5 separate regions of the Mus musculus genome follow, and regions 2, 3, 4 and 5 are each linked to region 1. A link is a contact called in public HiChIP or PLAC-seq data. All regions are on one chromosome and are shown on one strand. Each heading gives the region's core, a stretch centred on a gene start, on an enhancer-like site or on the middle of the called end of the contact. The rest is flanking DNA. Distances are from core to core; before and after follow the strand shown. Region 1 overlaps Cbfa2t3 (CBFA2/RUNX1 translocation partner 3). Region 2 has its middle 8.8 kb from the start of 2810013P06Rik. Region 3 overlaps Zfpm1 (zinc finger protein, multitype 1). Region 4 overlaps Ankrd11 (ankyrin repeat domain 11). Region 5 has its middle 6.8 kb from the start of Trhr2.

Region 1 (4,634 bases), core at 767-3,266:
GTACACTATGTGAACCCTGGCTGTAAATACCTGATTCATATTCTCTCTCTCTCTCTCTTTCTGTGTGTGTCTGTGTGTGTGCATGTGTGCACACACATGCATTTTGTATATACCCCTATGTGTGACCCAATGTGTAAATCCCAAACTTGCCTCGTGTGGAGACCATCTGTGGAGACACAGACACTTCTTTTTGTTTGTTTGTTTTTCAAGACAGGGTTTCTCTGTGTAGCCCTGGCTGTCCTGGAACTCACTTTGTAGACCAGGCTGGCCTTGAACTCAGAAATCTGCCTGCCTCTGCCTCCCGAGTGCTGGGATTAAAGGCGTGTGCCACCATGCCCGGCAGACACGGACACTTTTTAGCGGTTGTTTCCAGGGTCTGTCTTTACTCACCAGCCTTCCTCCAGATCTCTTCAGGCATGTAGCCAGACAGGGTCCTGGGCGTGAAGTCCCGGTGAACATCTGGAATAAGGGGGCAGGGTACAGTGTCACACACAAGGTGGGGTCATCAGTTGCCTTCCTCCACACTGGATTCCCTTCCTCTCTGGCCAGGGTTTGAAGGCAAGAAGTATCTTTCCTCTTGGGAAAGAGGGCTTCACATGCTACCAGGAGAATGGAGGGATTTGAGTGGCATACTCTTATAGACAGTGAACATGGATTCACGCTGGGATCTGGGCATGTCCCGGACCACCTCACCCCCATCTCCGTAGGCACCGCTGTGGTGGATGGGTAAATAGAAGCCCTCGGGTGCCTCCTCCTAAGCCTGGCCTGTACCTACCAGAATCTGGAAGGTCCAGGCTCCCTAGCAGGCCAGGCACATCTTTATGCCATGGGAAAGGCCCCCCTTTCCAAGTGAGGCTTCCTGTTTAAGTAAGGACCGAGTGTTGGCTAGCTTTCTGGAGAATTAGTGGCATCCTACAGAGACTGTATAGGGCTAGCAACCTCTCGCTACAGGTCCTCCATGTTCTTGCTTGGTACACACCTAGCTGAGACCCCTCAGGGCCACTGCAGCTGTTGAGGGACCGGGCAGAGATGGGGGTAGGGCCCTTCTTCCCCTCCTCAGAGTCACTGTAGCACCGGATCCAGTGGTTGAGTTCCTCACGGTCGGCCTCCTGACACCGGCGCAGGACGGTGAGGGATCGCCGGGTCTTCTCCACCATGTCCATGATGCAGTTCAGAAGCTGCGGGCGGGTGGCAGGGCCTTCAGGACGTTGGAACCGGGGCTGTGGCCAGATGTGGCCATCCAATATGGAGGGGGTGGTCAGGGAGCCAGCTCAACGTCCCTGAAGGCGGGGCACAGAAATCTATACCTTGGCTCCCCACAAACAGTGAAATGACTCCCAGTGCCTGTGGGCACCCAACTTGAATGGAATCTTCTTTGGATGCATGGTAGGGGTGGAAGGGGCTTGGGCTGTTTCCTTCAAAACTCTCATTGCCAAGAAAGGTGCATGAGGGCCAGGGGAGTGGAGGTCCACCTGGCCTGACCAGGGGCTCAGGCACAAAGATGTCCTACATCACTGGGGCTTGACTCTGCAAGTGTCTGAGCAGGAGATGGTAGAGGAGGAAGAGCCAGTGTGCATGGCTCTTTGGCAGCATCCTGACAGGCCAACAGTGGATAATGACCCTCACATAAAAGGGCGGGCAGCCAGTGGGCATGCCGGTGGGTCCTACCAGGAGATGCTGAACCAACCCAGAGGAGCGCAATCTCAGCGTGGATCTCCCCACCCCAGCCTTGTGCAGATGTTCAGGGAGTCACACGGGCGTGGCAGCCCCACCTGGGCACTCACACTGTTGAGGTGCTTCCATTCTTCTGCCCACTCGCGTTCTGTGAGCCTGTGATCAATCACTTCTTCTTGTCGAGACCCAGGTATGGCTGTAGAAAAGGCCACACACAGTTAGGCCCCCATGCGGATGACTAAGCCCTGACTTGGATCTCAGGCCCTGCCCCTACTCCCAGGTGCCTCCTACTTCCTACACCAGGGGCGTCGGGAATCTAAACCAGGCCACCTCTGTTGTGCCTCATGACTCACTGCCTCCCGGTAACCTGCTAACCCAGCTCTTCTCGCTTCGCCCATTTCTGATAGGCAGCTCTAGATGAACTCACTTTAAAGGTTTCTCTTATCACGGTCCAGAAACCTCCAGGCCTCTGGGCAGCTGCTTAACTTAGGTGTGTTTATGACTTCCTTTCAGATAACTGCACTCCTATGCATTCCTCAAAGTCCAGGCCCGAGGGGCCCCTCCACAGCTGTAGTCTTTGGAATTCCTCAGGCCGTGTGTGTGTGTGTGTGTGTGTGTGTGTGTGTGTGTGTGTGTGTGTGTGTGTGTGTGTCTGGTCTCTAGGTACAAGATCTCCCTGTTTACTCTACTATCCCTGCTCCCAGACTGTCAGCTCCATGAAGAAAAATGGCGTGTTGTGTTTACCTCTGTGTCCCAGGCTGAACTCTGACCTGGGTGTTTACCCCCCCCCCCCAGTTCAATCTTGGGATCAGATCTACCTGCAGCAGGATCAAAGCAGTAATCCAGGATGGTTCATTCTCCGTGGGATCCTGGGGCCCTTATGTTGCCACTCCCTGCCTCAGTTTCCCAACCCTGCCTAGTTCTTGCATCATAAGTAGTTAGAAAGAAAAGCCCCAAGCTGACCTGATAAACTTGAGGGGTGTGCCCACAGTTACCAGGCAGAAAGTGGAGAGGCGGTGTTGGGTGTAAGGAGTCTGAATCTGGATCGGGAATGACCAAATGGGGTGTGGCGGGGTGTGGGGTGCCACTGGCTGGGGCGTGAGGAACATGATGGCCCTGTCTTGGTTTCCCTGCAATGTCAAATGCTCCCAGTGTCCTAACTGAGGCTGTGCAGGTGACCTGGCAGCAATCCAGACTTCCTGGGGGGTGGGGGGAGGCAAAACCTCTCTTTTAAGCAGCCATCAGCGCCTTAGGACCTCCTGCTACCCTAACCTGAAATGCCTCCCTGAGTTGCAGAAGGGCGGGGAGTGGCCACAGCCGTCATCCAGCACCCTCTCTGGCTGCCCACGAGGGGCCTGTGCCAACGCCCAAACTAAAATAGAGGCTGAGATCTGTGCGACAGCTGGCGTTTATTTTTGCATTAGCAGAAGCGGGTGGGAATTAGCACCTGCCTGACCCGGCTGTGGTGAGCCAGACACTGTCACCTGCTGCCTAGGACCAAGCCCTGGAAGCTTCCATGGTGTGGGGGCAGGGAAAGGCCTCTGTTGACCCTGCTCTGGGACCCTATTGGCATTCTGAGTGACCCTGGATGGTCATTTCTAACATTACGTTCCAACACACCAGGGTGTGGCAGGGACGGCCATCTCTGGGTTTCCGCAGAGTGTCGCTGTGCCCACCCATGGCTGCCCCACTCATACTCCTTGGACTTCGGTTTCCTTTGAGGTGTGGGTACAGACTGGGAAATGACAGCGTGCAAGATGAGTGGCATGTGTTCTGTGTCAGCTGCTGTCCTTGTCATCGGTGGCTGGGCCTTGGGGTAGAGTGTGTGTCAGGTGCTCTATCAATAACCTATCCTCACATAATCTCTGTTCTGACAAAGAAAGAAACTGAGGCACAGGGAGGTCACATGGCCCACTTGAGGGTCACTTCTGAATTCGAGGAAAAAAGGCAGCCCTGCTGGTAATCTTACCCTCAGCTACCGTGGCCTCATGCTGCCCAGGGCAGGAGTGTATCCCAAGGATTAGGGTCCTCTACTGTGGTGTTATTCAGTGTGTGAGGAGTGGCGACTTGTCTCTGGAGGGGCAAGTCAGGCTACATGGGCGCTGGGGTGGCTGCTGGCTCCTTATACCCATTTCCTTACTGGACAGCTGAGGTGCTGCTGGCAGCTTCAGTGTCCTCCACTAGAGCATAGGTACAAGCAGGTGCTGACTGAACCCCTAAATAAATGCATGCGGACTCTTTCCGACACCAGCACACGCAGGCGTAAACATGGGCACAAACTCACAGACACACAGGTTCCAGACTATGTGTTCAGACCTCAAGCGGTTGACGGCCCTCTCACACCGCTTACCCAGGGGCCGGTGGCGTTCCCGTAGCTCTCGGGGATCAGGATGGCGGTAGGAGTCCCGGAAATGGTGGGCCATGGCCATGTCCTCCAGGCGATAGTGCGGGGGTGGGGGTGGCGTCGGGTGGGGCAGCCCATTGCTGGGGCTGCAGCGCTGGGCGGGGCTCAGGGTGCAGGACCGCTTACTGAGGTGGTCGGGGTGCAGAGGGTCCCGGTCTGATCCATTCTCTTTGGTCCTGACCAAGAAAATAGGTGACCAATGGACATCAGCCTCAGTCTTGGATAGAGGATAATAATGGAGGGGAGGAGAGACAGACAGGGCAGAGGTAGAAAATCAGAGGAACACCCCCCCACACACACACACACTGGGTTCTGGTCCCCCGCTCTGACCTCCTCTGGGGCTCCTGGTGAAGAATGGACAGAGGGAGACACCCAGGGTCCCATGGCCAGGTGTGGTCCCCACTGCGATATAGTAGTAGGACCAGTATCTCTATGGCCTGTCAAGGGGTCCAGACCAGTCCAGCTACCATAGATAGGCCTTAGGTTCCAGGTCACTCAGGGTTTACAGACAGCACGGAGAAAAGTGAACTCTGGTGGACAGTCCCCTCCCTGAGCT
Region 2 (4,634 bases), core at 1,317-3,816, 420 kb after region 1:
GGGGTGGCCCAGCATGGTGCTATACAACCACTCTCACCACTAGGTAGGTAGAGGCAGGCAGATCTTTGTGAGTTCCAGGCTAGCCTGGTCTACATAGTGACTTCCAAGTTAGCTGGGACTACACAAACACTGACTCAAAGCTGGGGCGGGGGGCAGGAACCTGGAGAGATGGCTCAGTGTTTAAGAGAATTATCTGCTCTTTCTGAGGTCTCACTTGGCTCCCAGCATTAACACTGTGGCTTATAACTGTCTGGAACCCCAGTTCCTGGGCATCTAAAGCCCTCTTCTGGCTTGGAGGGCATCAGGTACACACATGGTGCACAGACAGACATGCAGGCAAAACACCCTCATGCATGTGCAGGCTATACTTGAGTTTCCAGGCTCAAGCAAGCCCGCCTCTGTCACCAAGTAGCTGGACTGATAGGCATGTGTAAACGCACCCAACCTTGGTAATAGTTTTATTCCCCAATTTTTAGGTAAAATACAATGATGGCTGAGGTTTGTCCTGGCATAATGGGGTACTCATTAATTCCAACACTCAGGAGACAGAGGCAGACAGATCTCTAAAAGTTTGAGTGAGGCAGGCCCAGTCTACATGGATAGCTCCAGGCCAGCCAGGGGATAGCCCAGCTACTCAGAGGCTGAGACAGAGGATCACCTAGCCTACCCAGTGCTATCGGTAGGAGGGGAAAGTAAAATAAAATTTACTATTTTAACTTTTTTGTTGTGCTTTTGTCTTGGTTTTAGAGACAGGGTTTCTATGTGTGGCTCTGGCTGTCCTGGAACTCACTCTGGTAGACCAGAACTCAGAGATCTGCCTGCTGAGTGCTAGGATTAAAGGCATGGGCCTCGAAGGTTTAAGTTTTGACTGACTAAATCATCTTTTGATGAGATAGGTACCTGCTTCGGGAAAATAATGTGACCTCTGCCTAGATACATACCTTAGTCCCCCCACCCCCAACCCCAGTATAGATACACTGTAAACATTATGTATGGGACTTGATACAACTTGTCTGTTCTAGTTATAAGTAGATAGTTTCATCATCTGGGATTGCCTTGGAACCCAAATATTAAACAAGTTAAATGGAATATAAGACAGGATGGCAGTTAGAAGAATAACTTCGTGCCTGACACCTGCAAGCCCCGGGTTCATCCCCAGGACCACAAAGCCAAACACTGCCTTGGAACACGTGTTCTGGTCTCCCTCTGCCATTGCACAGGTTGCAGGGATCAGGTCACGTGGCTTAGGCAGCAATGCAGTGAGTGCCTTACCTGCTGAACCTCTTTGCCAACCCCTGGAAAGCTTCTTTAAAATAAAGAATTTATTGGCACAACCAAAAATTTGCAACTCCAGTTCCAGGGGATCTGATGTCCTCTTCTGGCTTCTGTGGGCGTCAGGTATACGCTGTGGTGCACAGACATATACACAGGCAGGCAAAACACCCAACCCACATAAAAATAAAAACAAATAAATCAGCTTACTTCTTTGTGTGTGAGAGGGAAATTGCATGTGCTGGTGTGTATCTGTGCTGGTCCCTGCTCCTATAGATATGAAAGGTCAGAAAAAGGCCAAGCAGTAGTGACACACACTAGAGAGGCAGAGAGGCAGGTAGATTTCTAGGAGTTGGAGGCCAACATGGTCTACAGAGCTAGTGCTACGAGCGCCAAGGCTACACAGAGAAACCCTGTCTATTAAAAATAAATAAATAAAAGTCAGAAAGGGCCTCAGGTCTCCCCGTGCTCCTATTCTCCTGTATTGTTTGTTGGCTGTTCCTATGAGGAAGGGACTTCCCCTGAACCCGGGACTTGTGCTTTCTCAGCTGGCCTGGAAGGCAGAGGCCCCAGCAATCCTGCCTCCACTCTCCTTGAGTCGGGGCTGTGGGCATCGTGTTTGTAACCTGAGTGCTGACATCCAAACTCTGGTCCTTCTGGTTGTTCAGAAAAGGCCTTTGAACTGTCAAACCATCTGTCCAGCCTTCTGAAACTCTTTACACAGCTAAGGCTGGCCTAGAACCTCATCTTCCCGCCTCTTACCTCCCAAAAGCTGAGATTAAAGACATGTGCCACCATGCCAGCTGAAGATACCTCAACAAAATGTTTTAAAATTATTTTGAGCTGGGCATGGTGGCACATGCCTTTAATCCCAGCACTTGGGAGGCACAGGTAGGTGCATTTCTGAGTTCGAGACCAGCCTGGTCTACAGAGTGAGTTCCAGGACAGCCAAGGCTATATACAGAGAAACCCTGTTTTGAAAAACCAAAAAAAAAAAAAAAAAAAAAAAAAAAAAAAAAAAAAATATATATATATATATATATATATATATATATATATATATATTTTTTTTTTTTTTTAAGACAGAGTCTCACTTTATGCCCCAGATGTTCTGGTTGTCTCCCGTCCCTCCGCATCTTAAGCCCTTGCTTTTGGCCTGGTCTCTTTTTGTTCTGCGTTTCTAAGCACCAGAAGGAGCCAGTGGTCTCCTGAAAACAGAGCTCTGGAAATCCCCAGCAGACAGAGGGGACAAAGGTAAACCGCCTGGCAGGAAAGGCAGGGTGTGGCATACCACTCAGTAATCGTGAATCCAAAGTTCAAGTGTGGCTTATAGGAAACCCTACAGCAGCAGGTTTGCCCTTGATCTGTGGAAAACCTGAGGTGACCAAAACAAGGAGCATGTAGGACGAGCTGGCCAGTGACAAGCTATGACTGATCACAAGTCACAACGGCCTAGCCAGGGCTGTCACCCTTCAGGAAGACAATGTGAGGCTGTCCCCCAGGCACATGGCAGTTCTACATGAGACTGTTTAGGGGTTATGTAGTGATGACATACATGGTGACGGCTATATATTGGGCACAGTATCCTGCTTCACTGGAAACTACGTGAAAGCCCATTCACTGACAAGCATGCCCGTCCCTGCATCAAGTATCTATTCCCCATCCCATCTATCTGTATGCTCCTGGGACAGAGCGATACCAACCAGTTCCTCAGACACAGGGGCTGCCAGTGCACATTCAGAGCTGACCCTTCTTTGCCGGTATCTGGCCCATCTCCAGCAGCACTGAGGAAGGAAGGACACAGACATATGGCCAATGTGGACCCCTCGATGGACAGTGAGCTCAGACAAGGAAATTCCAGCGCAGATAGAGAGCAAACTTGAACTTAGCACCCACCTGTGATCCTAGTACACACCCGTAATCTTAGCAATCTGGAAGCCGAAACAGGAGGATCATCAGTTTGAGACCGACCTGGGCTACACAGTGAGACCTAGTTTCAAAACAAAACAGTAAAGGATCAGGCTTGGTGCCTGCCTGCAATCCTAGCATTTAGCATTGCTTCAACTGTATAGGAAATCCTGTCTCCTCAGAGAAAAGGAGTGGACACAGAGATTTTTTTAAATATATGCTTTTTTTTTTTTTTTTTTGGTTTTTCAAGACAGGGTCTCTCTGTATAGCCCTGGCTGGGATTAATATCTGCATCTTAACTGCATAGCATTCCAAAGATCAATGTCTGACATTTATAGCACACATTTACCTTTGTGTGTGTACATTTTTTATTCTCTCATATATTGCTTCCTGCCTGCAGTTTCCATCCCCTCCCCACCCCACCCCACCCCACCCCCCAGGGAGATTAATTTGTAAGACAATCTTTAGTGAAAAAACAAAAGTCTCTCCAAAACCACAGATATGAATCTGTGTATTCAAACAATCTGCAAAGCTCAGGTGATAGACTAATATTAAGGAAGTATGCGGCTTCAATCTGTCTGGCTTTGCTTCAGTAGGTAGACTGTGCAAGTAGATGGCTGTGGACGCAATGGTCGTGCTATGCTGTCATCCAAGGGCTTCAGGGTGGAGGGTGAATGAGAAGGCAACTATGTTTAAAGAAAAGAAAAGGCCAGGGCTGGTGAGATGGCTCAGTGAGTAAGAGCACCCGACGACTGCTCTACCAAAGGTCCGGAGTTCAAATCCCAGCAACCACATGGTGGTTCACAACCATCCGTAACGTGATCTGACTCCCTCTTCTGAAGACAGCTACAGTGTAATTACAATAAATAAATAAATCTTAAAAAAAATAAAAAAGGCCAGAGTCAGGTGTGGTGGCGCACACCTTTGATCATAGCACTCAGGAGGCAGAGGCAGGGAGTTCTAGGAGAGCCAGGGCTACTGAAAGAGAGAGAAGAAGGGAGGGAGAGACAGGTTCAGTCTCAAAAATAAGTCTAGAAGGCAGGTTGAATTTGATGCTTACTTGCTTAAGTATTGATACGAAAGCCTAGATCTTGTGAGGTTACTATTGTTGTTTGGCTTTGGGTGTCTATCTCACGCAGCCCAAGCTGGCCTTAAGCTGTCTGAGAGCCCAAAGATGATATTGAACTTCTTGTCTTGCTGCCTCTGCCTCCCAAATACTGGGATTATAGATATACCTCACCAAGCCCCAGGAAGTCTAGACCGGAAACCGGAAGAGACTCAACTTTCATCTCTTGCTTCCAGAGTGTTAAAGTTACTGCAGTTATACATAAAAGACAATGAAAGCAGCTTGGCTGATGCCCCTGCTGGGCGGTGAGTGAGAGGGGACTAGAGGCCAGGAGCCTCTGGGTTAGGAGCTCTAGCTGCTCTTCCAGAGCAGACCTGGTTTCAATTCT
Region 3 (4,634 bases), core at 709-3,208, 340 kb before region 1:
TAAAGTGAAGGCCTGGGCACAGAGTGGGCAAACGCTCAGGATTTCCCAGTCCTACCCACGGATCAGTGCAGTCTAGTCTGCAGAGCCTTGAATTCAGAGACCCTCCTGTCTCTGCCTCCCAAGCGCAGAGATTAAAGACGTGCACCATCATGCCTGGTTAAGTTGGTATGTTTATTGCTTGTAGTAATTTCATTTACCGTCCCCCACACACACACACACACACACAAAGGTGGCTCTTTTGGTGAGAATGTTGGCTTGAAGGGATGGAGAGGCAGCTTGGTCAGTAAGTGCTCTCCACGCAAGCGTGAGGACCTGAGTTCAGATCTCCAGCCCCCTTATAAAGAGCCGAGCTCGGCAGTGCGGGCCTGTATCCCAGTGCTGAGGACTCGGGGACATGCTGCCTCTGGACAATACTGCATCCCTCTCGGGCAAAGAGCTCCCGCAGGACTTCTTATTTCTGACCACCCCCACCTGGATGATTCTAGAAGTTTGTCTTTGTCATCCTGGGTTATTGTCCCCACCCTCTCCTGACTAATCACCAGGATTTCATACCTGGGGTGTCTCGGGATTCACACTCTGAACCATCAAGTTCAAGGATATGAGAGGGGGGCTAGGGTCCAGCCTACCCATCACCCTTTAGGCGTCTCCCTGGTCTGAGCCTCAGTTTCCGTATCTGTAAGATGGGGCTAGAGATGCAAAGGTTGCCCCGCAACCCTGGTCCTGCTCCCCAGAACCTCTAGCCATATTCTCTGGCCACCCCATCTGTCCTGTACCTCCTCGCTGCCCACCAAATCCAGACTGCTAGACTCCAGGCCAGAGAGGCACAGCTGGACCCAGCTCCATCTGACCTGGCTGTGTAACCTTGGGCCAAGCACTTCACCTCACTGGGCCTGGCTACCTCATAGAGCAGATGAGCCCATGAGTGTCCTTGCAGGTCCTTGTGAAGAGCTGAGGAGACAGAGCTTGGGAACCCTGAGTCCTGGCAGACAGGTGGGACCCCCACCCTCCCAGGTTCTTCTCCAAGCCTGTCTTCCTTCCTGGCTGGTGCCTGAGAGAGAGGCCTCCTCCTTCAGCTCCACGGGTGTGGGAGGGAATGGGGTGGGTGTGTTCCGCCCTCCCAGGCCCCCAACAAAAAGAAGAAAGAAAGGGAACCTTGATAAAAAGAGCGATAGGCGCCATGCGTGGAGGAGCCGCTATCAGCCCATCTATCTGCCTGCTCACTCTCGGTTCTTCCCCCTTATCTCACCCCTCCAAATGCCAGGAACAAAAGCGTCGCAGACTTCCATGCATTGCCAAGCCCCTGGCCCAACTCAGGGCTGCCAGGAGAGATGGCCCTGAAATCTAAAGAGAAAGTCGAGGCCCCTCAGCCTCATCATTTTTGGAAAAGGAAGACCCAAATGGCCCATTCTGAGACCTAGCAGCTGGGGTGGAATTGTCCAGGAGTGGTGCCTAGGGGTGGGGGAGGTCTCCACGGCACCCCTTGCACATTGGCTGTGTGACCTTGGGTCAGCATCTTCCCTCTGAGGCATCCAGGGTGGGTAAGAATGAGTTTAGTGGGGCCTGGGTGGACCAGTTTTCCCCCATAAAGTTCCTTTCTACCTAAATCTTTCTCGGGTCACCAGAATCTAACACTTTCCAGAACACCCCCAAGATCCAGTCCCACCTTTGCCTCCCCTGAAAACTCCTAAGTCCTATGGATTGTCTTAGAAATGGCCTGGGTTCCCAAGAGCAGCACCACTGAGCCCTGGTCCCCAGAACGTCCATTCCTCCCACCTCTGTCCAGCCCCTACTAGCAGCCAATGAAAATAGTGTGTGCAAATGAGCAGACTTGAGGCTCAGAGATTGGCTACAGTTCCATGGAGGGGGTGGGGCCTTATCTCAAACGAGAGCTTGTACCTGTCCAGCCCAGACCCACTGGGTGGAAGTCCTCCCGGGCTTCTGTGCCTTCTTACTGAGCCTTGTGTTTGCCTTGAACAGGCGGGCCTTTAAGTAAGCTCTGCTGACCTCAGCCTAAGCCACACCCTCCGGCACTAGGACCTGGGCATTCCACAAACACTACAGTCAGCTCCTGTGCCAAATGAGAGTGGGGAGGTGAGAAGTGGAGCCGGGACAGGCAGCAAAGGCTGGCAGCTCCCTCCCTCCCTCCAGACCCTACTCGAGTTATTGTCCCCATCCCCTCCTGAGCCTGGTGACTCACTAGGAATGTTGCTGACCAAGTCTCTGTGGCCTGAGGCTCTGGCAAGAACAGGGATCTCCGTTTGTCTTTGTCACACCTCAGTTTCCCAATCTGTAAAATGGAAAGGAATCTAGTCCCTCAGCTGCCAGGAGGGTTTTGAACCCCATCCCTGCCCCAGGCCTCGGTTTCCCCACCACATCATGGGCCATTCTAGAGCTGCCCATTCCGTATTCTTTTCAAAGCTGCGGAGGTGGGATCCTGACCTTGCCCCCAGCCTCTCCGCTCCTCAGCGTACCGTATTACAGAATAGGGTCTATAGTCAGCAGTCGGGGGCACTGGCTCCCACCGCACCCCCAAGCCTCTGACCTAACAGCCACTGGTATGAGCAGGGGTTTGTTGTTGTTGTTGTTGTTTTAATGTGTAATTGCAAAATAGTGGGGAAACAAGGTCCCCTGGAGAGCTTAGGCTGAGACCTAAGGGAGGAAGAGTCAGGAGTGACCTCATGGCCTCCCTCAGTCCTGGCCCCCACACTAAGGGTCTCTGTCACCTGTTTTTATTAACTGTGTGTGAGGGTACACTATCCCATCGTGAGGCCTTCCAGGGGGCCTCTCAGACCCTGCCAGAGGGCATCCATCTCATTTGGGCAGCTCCCGCCTCCCCCCAGAGCACAGAGCTGGATAAAAGCTACCTGCTTGTTTCTAGATCAGCCTTGCTGTCTCGGGAGGAAGAGGATGGAGGAAAGGAACAGGGTCAAGTCAGTCTGAGAAGCTGGCATTACCACAGACAGGGAAGCCTGAGGAGTCCTGAGGGACGGACCAAGTGCTGTGATACGGAGACAGGGAAGGGACCGTGGCTGGGACACAGATGACTCGGAAGCCCCACAGCGTTGAGAAAGCATTCTTGAATCAGAGCCGAGGGGCAGAAGCTGAGCGGGGTGGAGGTGGAGTGGAGAGAAGATGCTGATGGTGTTGGTGAGAGCGTGAAGGACACACAACACAGGGCCTCATGTGTAAGCAGGGCAGGGAGAGGATGGGGTACCCACAGTGTGGAAGGAGGGGGTACCCACAGTGTGTTAGAGGATGGGGTACCCACAGTGTGTTAGAGGATGGGGCACCCACAGTGTGTTAGAGGATAGTGCACCCACAGTGTGTTAGAGGATAGTGTACCTACAGTGTGTTAGAGGATAGTGCACCCACAGTGTGTTAGAGGATGGGGCACCCACAGTGTGTTAAAGGATAGTGCACCCACAGTGTGTTAGAGGATAGTGTACCCACAGTGTGTTAGAGGATGGGGTACCCACAGTGTGTTAGAGGATGGGGTACCCACAGTGTGCTAGAGGATGGGGTACCCGCAGTGTGTTAGAGGATGGGGTACCCACAGTGTGTTAGAGGATAGTGTACCCACAATGTGTTAGAGGATGGGTTACCCACAGTGTGTTAGAGGATAGTGTACCCACAGTGTGTTAGAGGATGGGGCACCCACAATGTGTTAGAGGATTGTGTACCCACAGTGTGTTAGAGGGTGGGGCACCCACAGTGTGAGAGGATGGGGCACCCGCAGTGGGTTTGGGAAGTGCTCAGAGCACTGTGCTGTTCCAGATGGGCACAGCCCAGCCTGCTGAGTGGAGGGCTTGTCTGTCACACAGGAGCCACCCCCTCCTGAGTAGCCATCTGCCTCTGCCCTGTGCCACACAGCGACGGCTCCATTAGTGAAACCCGCTCACATGGCTCAGTTCTTATCACCCATCTGGAGAAGGGATCACTCCAGCCTCAGCGCCCATCTCCGAGGCTTGTTTCCTCCTCTTTGCCCCAGGCGATGAGCTGTGGCCTCAGCAGGCCCGGGCCCCATCCTATCGCAGGACCCCCAGGCCATGGCCATCCCCGGGGAGCACAACCAGCCCCCTTGATATCCTGGGCCTTCCCCCATGCGGCCCCTCCCCCAGAAGCGCAGGCCATGGCTTCCCGGAGTGAAACAATCTTGTGTAATCTATCAGTGGCTATCGGGCCCATCGAGGGGAGGGACGGGAGTGGCTGGGCCTAGAGATGGCGCCAACCTTTAGCGTTGATAAAGTTTCCGAGTTCAGCTGTGATGAATGTTGAGTAAGCGCAGGCCGCAGATAGGATGTGGACTTGGCAGGCCCGAGGCTCCGGCTGAAACCAATCTCCCTCTATCAGCCAGGCTGGGCTTTCTCAGGCCCCCGGCCCTCTTCCCTCCTCCTAGCCTCCCTTTCTCTAGGCCTTGCCCCACCCAGGCCCCTGCCCCTGGGGACAGGGTAAAGGACCAGCTTACTGGTTGGATCTGTCCTGACAGAGGAACCAGGCTTAAGCCAAAGGGAAGATACTGAGGGAGCTCACAGAGGTAGCTGTTGAAACGGAGTGAGGGCCCAGCGCACCCCGACCCTCCACAGGTCCTGCATCTTCAGGCTTGTCGCTTGGTGGTGCTGCTTGCTGTACCCTGA
Region 4 (4,634 bases), core at 1,458-3,957, 270 kb after region 1:
TAAGGTTATCCCTTGCAGAACCTTTTGGAACAGCTTTGTCCCCTGTAGTCTGCAATCCTGACGAAGGAGTTCTGGCATCCAGAGCCTTACTTTTGCTCTTCTTGGGGGCCAGAAACCCTCGGTCCTGCCAGTGTATATGGAAGCACATATCCAACCCTACTAGAGGAGGAACAGGTTTCTGCCTTCTGAATTGTTTTAGAATCTACCAGCAATCCTGGAGTCTTTCAATAGCGACTGCCTTCTTTTATAGACAATGGGTCCTAAAGACAGGCACTGTGCAGTGTCTGAGGCCTGACTCCAGGGCCTGTCACCTGACTGAGACAATGCACTTGTGTCCACGTCGCAGTGTGGGCTTATTCTTGGCTTTTAATTCTAGGTTTTTTCAACAAGACCACTTTTTACAAGTATGGGCCTTCAGAATCCAGAAGCAGGTGTGGTCTTGATTCATGGTGGTATTTTAAACAGCAGTAAATTCCTTGCAGGTGCCAGTGAAACTCTCCAGAGCAGTTTGCCATCATTCCTACCAGGAACAAGTTCAGTGAACACCGTAACAGATCCCAAAACAACCTCCCCATCAAATATCTGAGCAAGTCGTGGAATCTAGAGTAACTTAGCTACAGTATTTCTGGTCACCAAGTCCCAATCCTAACACAGCAGGTAGAGGGTTCAACAGAGTGTTCTCAGCAGCCCAACACGCAGCACAACCTCATTGAGTAACAGTGGTGACTGCAAACCGCACTCCTGACTTAGTGGTATCTTTTTGTTTCATTTTTAGGGCAGCCATAATTAAGAAAGCCTGTGCTGAGATGCGTGACCCTCTTAGCTATGCGCGGTGGCCTTCTAGACCTTGTTCCTCCTTCTGAGAAATGGACTAGTCACCTGTAGCGTGGCAGTGAGGCCAGACTCAAGAAAACAATAACTTGGCTTCTATGACCTCTGCAGGTCGTTTCCCAATTTCTAACTGAGGGGAACACTGGTTCTCACTGCACCGCATGAGTCCAGAAGAACACAAGTGATGTGAGCGTCTCGACCCAGACAACAGGCAGGCAGCACGATCTACAAGCTGCCCCTTACTATGCTAAATGCATGCTAAAGATTGAAAAATACAGAAATACAAATCCAGGCATGCACTGAGACCTGGATACCAGCAGCTGGGAGCAGAAGCCCCTCCTAATACTAAGATCCTAACAGATGAGGCAGAAGTAGCACAGGCAAGGGCTCACGGCCCTCAGTGTGGAGCTGGGAGCACACTACCTGGCTCCTATACTCACATGTCTGTCACTCCTCCTCTTGTCTTCCTTAAGGATCTCTGCTGTGCTCTAACCCCAAACACCTTTCACATTGGCTAATTTTGATGTCTCATTGCTATAAATGCTAAATAACAGTCCTGAGCCTTCGTATCAAGTAGATATATTACTTTGTTCTGGTTTGCCCACCAGACCATCTGCCTCTGAATTATGGAAAATACACAATTTGAAACTGAAATTACTTTCTTTGCTAGTCCACAGTCTTCTCTGTGAAGAAAAAAATGGAAAGGGCAAATGGCTGAGAAATATACCAGACCAACCACCAAGTCCATGAAGCATTTTATTTGGCTCTGGTTGTTCACAAGCAGTCACACTGTGGTTATTAGGGCAATCAGCAGGTTCTCCACGCCACGCCCTTTCCCTGCCAAGCCCTAGCCTGTGAGTCAGTGACCTGGCAGACAGATGCACTCTGCTTTCTCACTTGCCATGGTCTAGCATCTGCCAATATGCAGCCCAGAGTTACACCATCTAGTGAGCAAGAGGACAGAAAAGCCTCATTAGCGTGTGTGCACATGTACACACACACAGCCTCTTACACCAAGCATTCCGAGTTCCATATAGCCAATGGCAAGAGAATCCCTCAGTTTTTCCTCTCCCACAGAAGAACTGAGGGATCAAGCCCCGAGGAATGAACGCTTCAGTGGGTGTCTAAGACTCATGAGTCGACCGAACGCTGTACAGACCCGAAAAGAGGCTCAAAGGCACAGCGGTGGAAAAAGTTAATTCTCTCCCTTCTTCCAAGGAAGCACTGTACTGGGAAGCCAGTTTTGACTTCATACGCAATGGGGCAGGTGGATTCTGTGTGAGCCCTAGAAAGGTAGGTAGGGTAATTTATAGATTTTTAAATTAGTGGAAAAATTTTCAACAGAGACCAAATTTTAAGCAAATCACGTAATTCCATAACGAAGGTTTTTTTTTTTTTTTTTTTTTTAAAGTAGCCCTAGGTGGCCTGCAGGTCATAGAATCTACTTGCTTCCCATGCTCCAGGATCAAAAGGTTGTGATGTCACACCAGGCCTCGGGAACTCTACAGAGACCAGACCGAGAGTGGGAGGAAGAGCCTTTCCTCACCAGGTGATGTATGTGGTCAACACCAAAGACCTGGTCTGGAAGAGGCCCTGAGGGAGTGGAGATGGTCTTACAGTCTGAGATGAGGGTACCGGCTCAGACAACCAGGTCTGTTATGTCCCAGTCTCGCCAGTGTCACAGGGGGTCAGGACATGCTCCTGTCCACAGCTCCTGGGCATCATGATCGCAGGCATGTTCCATCTTGAGGTCTATCTGAACACCTACAGCATCTAGCTGCGGCATAAGCATCACAACACTGATAGACAGCCTTGGGAGGGCAAGCTTTTTCATCAGGCTGACTCACAACAGACAAAACTGTACTGTTCTTGGCAGGATGCCCTCAGTCCTGACTAAGCACTGGGGAAGCCGCACCTCCAGTGGGCTGGGCCATTGGCAGCAGGGTCTGGGAAACAGGAAAAGTTTGTACGGTTTGGTCATTTAAGGCCAGCCAGCTTCTTGCCACTTGAGGGCACAGTAAAGGACGCTCACTATTTGCTACTAGGAACCCTGACTGGAATGAGGGTGGGAGGGTACCCCTTGTGTTACTGGGGTAGACCGCATTTGTCATCAAGGATGAGTGCTAAACTGTACATTATCAGCAGAGGGCGCTGGAGGAACACTGGTCAGGAAAGGATAAGCTATTGGCCTAGGGCACTGCAAGCATTTGTCTGTAAAAACCTTTCAAAACTAGGAGGTGCCTTAGTATGACTGAGTCACACACCTCCAGGGAGGTCTGACAACCCTATCAAGATGACCAGAGAGATCCTATCTTGGTCACTATTTCATCGAGTTAAAAATATCAGCACTTTTCCAGCTTCCAGAACTCTGAGCCAAAATAAACCTCTTTATTACACAGGGGGAAAATATCAATCCCACAATTCTTTGCGCACCCATTCTGAGTATTCTCCATCCTGAATGAGGTGGTGGGTGCCACTGCAGAAGCCCCTGCAGACAAGATGCCATCCACTCCATCATACCCCGTTTGTAAGCCAGCACTGCATCTCTGGGTAGGAGAATAATACCCAGTACTTCCTGAGGCATCCAGCTCACCAATGTATAGAAGAGAAAGATTATAAAGTGTGTGTGTGTTTGTGTGTGCGCGAGCGCGCGCAGAACCCAATGGATGAAGACAAACCAATACTTCCAGTACTTAGGAGATGAATGCAAAAGGATCCAGAGGTGGAAACCAGCCTGAGAAAACTGACAAACCCCATCTCCAAGTATAGAGATGCCTAAGGCTGGACGTCTTAAACAACACCAACAGTAGCGAGTTTGCACATAGGCTTCGGGTTCCATTTCCAACGAAGGAAGGAGTAGGAAAGGAGTGGATCCAGTCTTCACTGGAGCTGCGAGACCCGACTCACAAACGTTATAAAGAAGTCAGCCACGGATAGGACAGTAGACACAGCGCTGGCCAGTCACCCATCTCTAGCTAGGTCTACAGTTCAGTCTTCCTGAAAACGCTACCTGCCAAAGCTGAGCCTGTGCCTGCCTCAGGTCAGGTGTGAACATGAACAGTTTGACAGCACACCAACAGCGAAGGCTGAAGGACAATCTAGAGTGCAGTGGTGCAGAGCCTCACAGAGGCCTCCACAGATGGACAGACTTCCCTCCACAACCACAACAGGAGTCAGAGCACTCTCCTGAGCAATGCAAGGACCGCCACTTGCCTTATGAATCCCTACAAACAATGTTAAAACACACGCGCGCGCACAGACACACACAGACATTCAGGTTTGATGTGGTCTTCTGGTTATGTCCTGATGAGCTCACGGGGCTGTCATCCCTCCACTCCAGCACTACGGCAGAACAGAGGTGTAGGGAAGCCTGCTATCCACATGTCTACCATAAGTACCCACATACTTCTGCTTTTCCTTACAAGTATCTGTGACAGAGGGTGCGACATCCATGCAAGCCTTTATAAACCTCCCACCCCGAGACATCAGCAGCCTCATCTCAACGTCCTCAGTGCTAGGAGATGACAGACATGAAACCCAATGCTTCACCCCAGGCTTCCTCTGCCATTTGTGTTCTACTGCCCCAGAGGCCTTAAAAAAGGGGGGAGGAGAAAAGACCAGTAGAGTGGAGTCCTGCCTGCATCATCAAATTCAGAAGGATATGCAAGCCAGTAGCAGACCCCAGGGTTCTCCTTGAGCAAGACAGAATCCGACTGGGAACGTACACAATGAAAGGTGCTAACCCCAACCCGTATATGCTCCTGTTCTGCATTCTTAGACCTATCCATTCTTAGGAAGACTAC
Region 5 (4,634 bases), core at 1,210-3,709, 270 kb before region 1:
TTGCGTGACCTTCTCAATCCTGGGCCATCAGCTGCAACTGAGGCTGCATCTTCACCAATGGCCTTCCCTGGCCTCTCACAGTGCCAAGCCTCAGCTGTTCTCCATAATGTCTTCATTTCTTTAAAACCAGTACCACCTTGGTGACTCTTATACATTACCAAGTCCAGCTGCTGCACAAGGTACAATCTTGGCTATCTCTGCAACACGGCTTCTTTGTGCTCTCAGAAAAACACTTCCTAGAAGATTTCACTTCAGTGATGCTAGTCTCTTCTTAATCACCACTAATGTCTTAGCTCTTGCTAACCAGCACCATTGTCCCAGTAGTCCCCTCCTCTTCTTGACTCTAAAGCCAGAGCCACATGGCTGAAGCTGCTGAGTTCTGCTGCTTGCTGGGGCTGGAACATGGCCCCACCTCCAAATCGTGTCACTCTCTGGGCCAAGCATGTACAAACCATCACAATGATAGTGAACTTAACCTCAAACTGTAAGCCAGCCCCAATCAAACGTTTTCCTTTATAAGAATTGCCACAGTCACAGTGTCTCTTCACAACAATAGAAACCCCCACTAAGGCTCCAAGCAGGAGTGGGTCCTGTGGCAACACAAATGAACAGGAACACTATGTAAATTGTTGTGTTGGGTGGAGACGATGCCCCAGTTGAGGTACCTGCTGGGCATTTTTGTTTACATCCACAGGCTACTACCATTGTGGTACACGACTATCCTCCTAACCATATAATGGTTACCATCTTTGTGCCCACTTGCAAAACCCACCCAAGCTAGGCTTGTTGACTGTTTATATATCCTCATAGGAGGAAGGGGTGGCAGGGCCAGGGACCCCTTACCAGCCACTCCATGCAGGGAGGAGCTAGGGTATGTTAGCACAAAGATTGAGTATGTTCCATCTGTGCAGCTACGAGAAAGCCGCCATCTGTGCCAGATGTGCGTGGCCATTTGAAGAGAGCTAGCACTAACGCACCAGCAAATAACCTGTCACCTGTGCTTTCTACGGAAGCCCAAGAGATCCACTGGTCCTGCAGAATAAAGTTCAGTGTAATCGTAACTCAGTTTGTTGTTGAGAGCCGAGGAGGAGGCTGTAGCGCTGTTTACATCTCCATCTGAGAAGAAATTTAACAATACACGTGCAGGGAACCTATCTGTGGGGTTCACATCCTTCCATAAGAGTACCCCAAGTGCACAGGAAATGGCACTGTGCCTGAAAGCCTGGCAAGCCACTCTGCTACAGAGGCCATGGAGTCAGGCTAAGCTGCATTCACGCGTCCTGGCCTTATCACGTGGAGAAGAACCGCCTGCTGAGTCCATCAGCCTACAGTAAAGTGAGAGGCAGGGATGTGGTCTGGGAATCCTGGTTACACACAGCAGAAAACCGGCAGCTGACTGCAGAGTCTTGAACAGATTCTCTACCCATGAGTCACCTCTACCTCTGTTAACACGATCACCACCCAAATATAAATTTCTAAGCAAGCCAACGTGCTTTGCGTCTTTACGCCGACTTTATTTCCCTGTGTGCATCTGCCTTATGTAGCTGTCACCCTCACAATTATGGTGAGCACACCCTCACAGTTCACCTTCTGCATCTGACCTGGAGCTGACCGTACCTCTCACGAGGGTTCAGCACAGCATACTCCCAAACGCACGGGGAAGGTGTTCACAGTTCTCAGCCAGACAATAGCCAGCTATAATGCTCATAGCTGTGGGACAGATACTAGCTCTGTCTTGGGCCCATGGAGGAGGTCGAGAGTGGGGCTTCTTAAACTTTCTGCTCATGATCTCTTTGAAAGCCCAAGAGAATTTTACATGACCTAGGTTCATAAGGATATAAAATATGCACATAAGCTTGTACTGATAATCTCAAGCTTATTTTTATAAAATTACTTGGAGCTGAGGCGATGTTGCTAAGTTTAGCAGAGTGTTTGCCTAGTGCACACTTGAGGGTTTGAGTTCTGTCTCCAGCACTCAAGGCATGGTGGCGCATACCTGCAGGAAGATCAGAAGTTTAAGGTCATCTGTGGCGACACGGCAAGTTCAAGGGCAGCCTGTGTTGTGTTACATGTAACCCTGCATACATACACTTCTGAATAGAGGAAGGAGCTGACCCCACGTAGGCCCTTTGCCACAGTCACTGGCTCACCCAAACCAGGAGCTGAGGCTCTTCGATGCAGAAGGAAGAGGAAAAGAAAAAAAAGCCAGCAGAAGCCAGGGGTCTCGGGATCCTCTATCCAGCCTCCCTGGGTTAAGAACCTTGGCTGAGAGATGTTGAATAAGGTAGATGGGATCCCAGCTGGGCAGAGGACAGCCTAAAGTTGACAGGACTGGTAAAACCCTCCACGCCAGAGAGTGGGCCCCCTGCTGATCCAGCCGGACTCTTTCTCCTTGCCTCAGAAGTAGAGGTCCCTCGCATTCAGAGTGAGTCTGCTTTAAGCTGAGTTCACAGCTGGCCAGCCAGAACAGGGTCAGTTGCAAAGCAGAGCTCTACTCTGGCACGCCCTCTGGTGACCACATGAAGAATCAGTAAGGCGGTCCATTCTAAAATTCAGACAAAATCATTTGTCAGCTACTCTTGACATTACGGAGAGTGAAGGCTGAGCAAACATGTATGGCTATGTCCACGCATGCCTTGAGAATGTAGAGACTGTAGGCCTGGGAGCCTTGCAGGGAGGGCAGTGGAAAATGAGACCTGCACTTCCCAACGTTTCCTGTTTCCTCCGCTGGGGTATTCAGGTGGACAACAGGCAGACCTCGAAACCCAGGGCTTCTAGAGGTGTTCGGGTCAGAGCCTGGGCCTTGCAGCCACATTAAATAAACCTTTCTCTGCACTTCACTACCACTTGTCTGATGAACTGGCATGCTGAATCTGGGTGACTGAGCCTTGGTCGTTAGGGCTACAAGGCTCCGGCTTCTGACTCTGTGCCGCATGTCCCAAGAGGAGCGACACACACACACACACACACACACACACACACACACACACACGGCAACAGGTTGGGCAGTTTCAGCCAGGTGGAACTGTTTGGTGTACACTTTGTAAAAGTCAAATTGTACATTTTAGGGACTGGAGAGATGGCTCAGTGGGTAAGAGCACTGACTGTTCTTTCGCAGGTTCCGAGTTCAAAGAGTTCAAATCCCAGCAACCACATGGTAGCTCACAACCATCTATAATGAGATCGGGTGCCCTCTTCTGGTGTGTCTGAAGACAGCTACATATAATACACATAACAATAAATAAAGCTTTAAAAAGTTGTATGCTTTATATGACTTTTTATTGCTTGTACGTTGTCTCATTATAGTCCCCAGTTTAGAAAGCCAGCCCCTCCCCCGCACCTCTCCCTCTGCGTACCCCCCACCCCCAATCTCCCTCCTTCGTGCTCTCAAGAGGCAGCTATTTTCCATTCTTTCGTCTTTGCAGGCATTTCCCTAGCATTTATCCTGATGATATCTTTCCTATGCTGTTTCCAAGCCTTTCCCTCCTGTCTGCCCTGGAACTCCTCATCTTCCTGCTGCCTCCCAAGGTCTCGGTTTATAGGCGGGCACCACCACTGCAGTTCATACTGACAGCCCCCAGACACTTGCCTCTCTACACATCATTCACACCCCCGCTGGCAGTCTGTGTGACTCACTTGCTCCACACCTTTCTTGGTTTTGTTTTCTGGTTTTTGTTTGTTTGTTTTGTTTTTTGAGACAGGGTTTCTCTGTGCAGTTACTTGCTCTGTGGACTAGACCTGGTCTCGAACTCACAGAGAGGTAGGTACCTGCCTGCCTCTGCCTCCTGAGTGCTGGGATTAAAGTCGTGCAACACACACACACACACACACAGACTCATGGTTGGTTGGTTTTGCTTTTGTCAACTTGACACCAGCTTGACTTACCTGAGAAGAGGGACTTCGGTAACTCATCATTTGTTACTTGTCGGGTTCTTCTTTCTTCCACCCTTCTCCACCATTTTCCCACCCTTCCAACCCCCTCACACTATATAGAGAAGAAAGGGTTAGAAGGGGGGTGTCGTTAGCCTTAGATTACTTCCTGTTGATTAAGGACAAGTTCCTTGGGGGCAAGTTTGATCTTTGCTGTCAGGATATCTAATTTCTTCTTTCTTCTCTGCTGTGACTACTCAGCAAGCCTAGCATTTATAGACCCTCTGAAAAGTCCCCAGAATTCCAAACATCACACAATCACAGAAACTTGTAGTAAAAACCAATTTAAGCCCACCCTCCACTAGCTTAACCAATAAACGAGTCTTGGACTATGGTTCTTTTATTTGACTTTGACAGTTTGTGGGGGGTGACCCCTAATCTACTCTTCTAACTGCAGATCTGGCCACCTCCCCAGTGGTGTACCCCGCATACTTATTGTTTCTCCTGGCCATGTGCTCATGGGTTCATCCCCTTTCTCCTTCCTCCTTCTCCCCCTCTCCTCCCCCAACCAGGTCACCCCAAACCTACTTACCTCCAATCCCTCAGTAATTGGTCGTAGCCTATTTTATGTAACCAATAATTTTAAGTCTAGGAACAAGGTTTGCACAACCAAAGCTTGTAACCTTGACAAGTCACTCCTAGGCCTAGACTGTCAGGTACAGAATTTGCATACTGACCAAACCTCGACAGAAACTGTCTGCAGC

Evidence for each region. HiChIP or PLAC-seq counts read pairs in DNA pulled down with a chosen protein or histone mark.
Region 2: a contact with region 1 is called in a FOXA1 HiChIP or PLAC-seq map of pancreatic cancer cells. The contact joins two enhancer-like sites. A contact is called at or near these places in 11 of 39 promoter capture datasets (the 3T3-L1 cell line, the HPC-7 cell line, cranial neural crest and 7 more), 3 of 484 Hi-C or Micro-C datasets (cerebellum and cortical neurons), 11 of 115 datasets of contacts at active chromatin or transcription factors (T-cell acute lymphoblastic leukemia, cardiomyocytes, embryonic forebrain and 8 more) and 5 of 9 other capture datasets (adipose tissue, embryonic stem cells, liver and 2 more).
Region 3: a contact with region 1 is called in a FOXA1 HiChIP or PLAC-seq map of pancreatic cancer cells. The contact joins two enhancer-like sites. A contact is called at or near these places in 1 of 39 promoter capture datasets (pre-B cells), 1 of 115 datasets of contacts at active chromatin or transcription factors (pancreatic cancer cells) and 1 of 9 other capture datasets (liver).
Region 4: a contact with region 1 is called in a FOXA1 HiChIP or PLAC-seq map of pancreatic cancer cells. The contact joins two enhancer-like sites. A contact is called at or near these places in 20 of 39 promoter capture datasets (the 3T3-L1 cell line, the C10 cell line, the HPC-7 cell line and 13 more), 3 of 484 Hi-C or Micro-C datasets (the G1E-ER4 cell line, adipose-derived mesenchymal stem cells and embryonic fibroblasts), 2 of 115 datasets of contacts at active chromatin or transcription factors (SST interneurons and pancreatic cancer cells) and 2 of 9 other capture datasets (liver and pancreatic islet).
Region 5: a contact with region 1 is called in a FOXA1 HiChIP or PLAC-seq map of pancreatic cancer cells. The contact joins two enhancer-like sites. A contact is called at or near these places in 1 of 39 promoter capture datasets (stem cell-derived epiblast-like cells), 1 of 115 datasets of contacts at active chromatin or transcription factors (pancreatic cancer cells) and 1 of 9 other capture datasets (adipose tissue).

Annotation. Positions count from the first base shown.
Region 1 is chr8:122,633,970-122,638,603 of GRCm38.p6, forward strand. It overlaps Cbfa2t3 (CBFA2/RUNX1 translocation partner 3), which reads right to left. Exons shown (of 12, transcript NM_001109873.1): 7 at 4,025-4,254; 8 at 1,785-1,870; 9 at 980-1,178; 10 at 391-459. Among named protein-coding and RNA genes, the nearest start is that of Pabpn1l, 14 kb to the left of the region's middle. Within about 2 kb of position 2,017, at least 64 of the 459 cell types and tissues checked have an H3K27ac peak or open chromatin away from gene starts, as enhancers often do. A contact at or near this core is called in pancreatic cancer cells and pancreatic islet, where this site is marked.
Region 2 is chr8:123,049,030-123,053,663 of GRCm38.p6, forward strand. No RefSeq gene overlaps it. Among named protein-coding and RNA genes, the nearest start is that of 2810013P06Rik, 8.8 kb to the left of the region's middle. Within about 2 kb of position 2,567, at least 36 of the 459 cell types and tissues checked have an H3K27ac peak or open chromatin away from gene starts, as enhancers often do. A contact at or near this core is called in pancreatic cancer cells, where this site is marked.
Region 3 is chr8:122,292,518-122,297,151 of GRCm38.p6, forward strand. All of the region lies in intron 1 of Zfpm1 (zinc finger protein, multitype 1), which reads left to right. Among named protein-coding and RNA genes, the nearest start is that of Gm39269, 9.7 kb to the left of the region's middle. RefSeq lists enhancers at 3,734-4,089, 4,111-4,534. Within about 2 kb of position 1,959, at least 143 of the 459 cell types and tissues checked have an H3K27ac peak or open chromatin away from gene starts, as enhancers often do. A contact at or near this core is called in pancreatic cancer cells, where this site is marked.
Region 4 is chr8:122,903,839-122,908,472 of GRCm38.p6, forward strand. The region is part of intron 4 of Ankrd11 (ankyrin repeat domain 11); the gene reads right to left. Gm39273 (a long non-coding RNA gene) reads left to right here. Exons shown (of 4, transcript XR_003947488.1): 2 at 1-2,124; 3 at 2,243-4,634. Among named protein-coding and RNA genes, the nearest start is that of Gm39272, 28 kb to the right of the region's middle. Within about 2 kb of position 2,708, at least 211 of the 459 cell types and tissues checked have an H3K27ac peak or open chromatin away from gene starts, as enhancers often do. A contact at or near this core is called in pancreatic cancer cells and pancreatic islet, where this site is marked.
Region 5 is chr8:122,367,337-122,371,970 of GRCm38.p6, forward strand. No RefSeq gene overlaps it. Among named protein-coding and RNA genes, the nearest start is that of Trhr2, 6.8 kb to the left of the region's middle. Within about 2 kb of position 2,460, at least 41 of the 459 cell types and tissues checked have an H3K27ac peak or open chromatin away from gene starts, as enhancers often do. A contact at or near this core is called in pancreatic cancer cells, where this site is marked.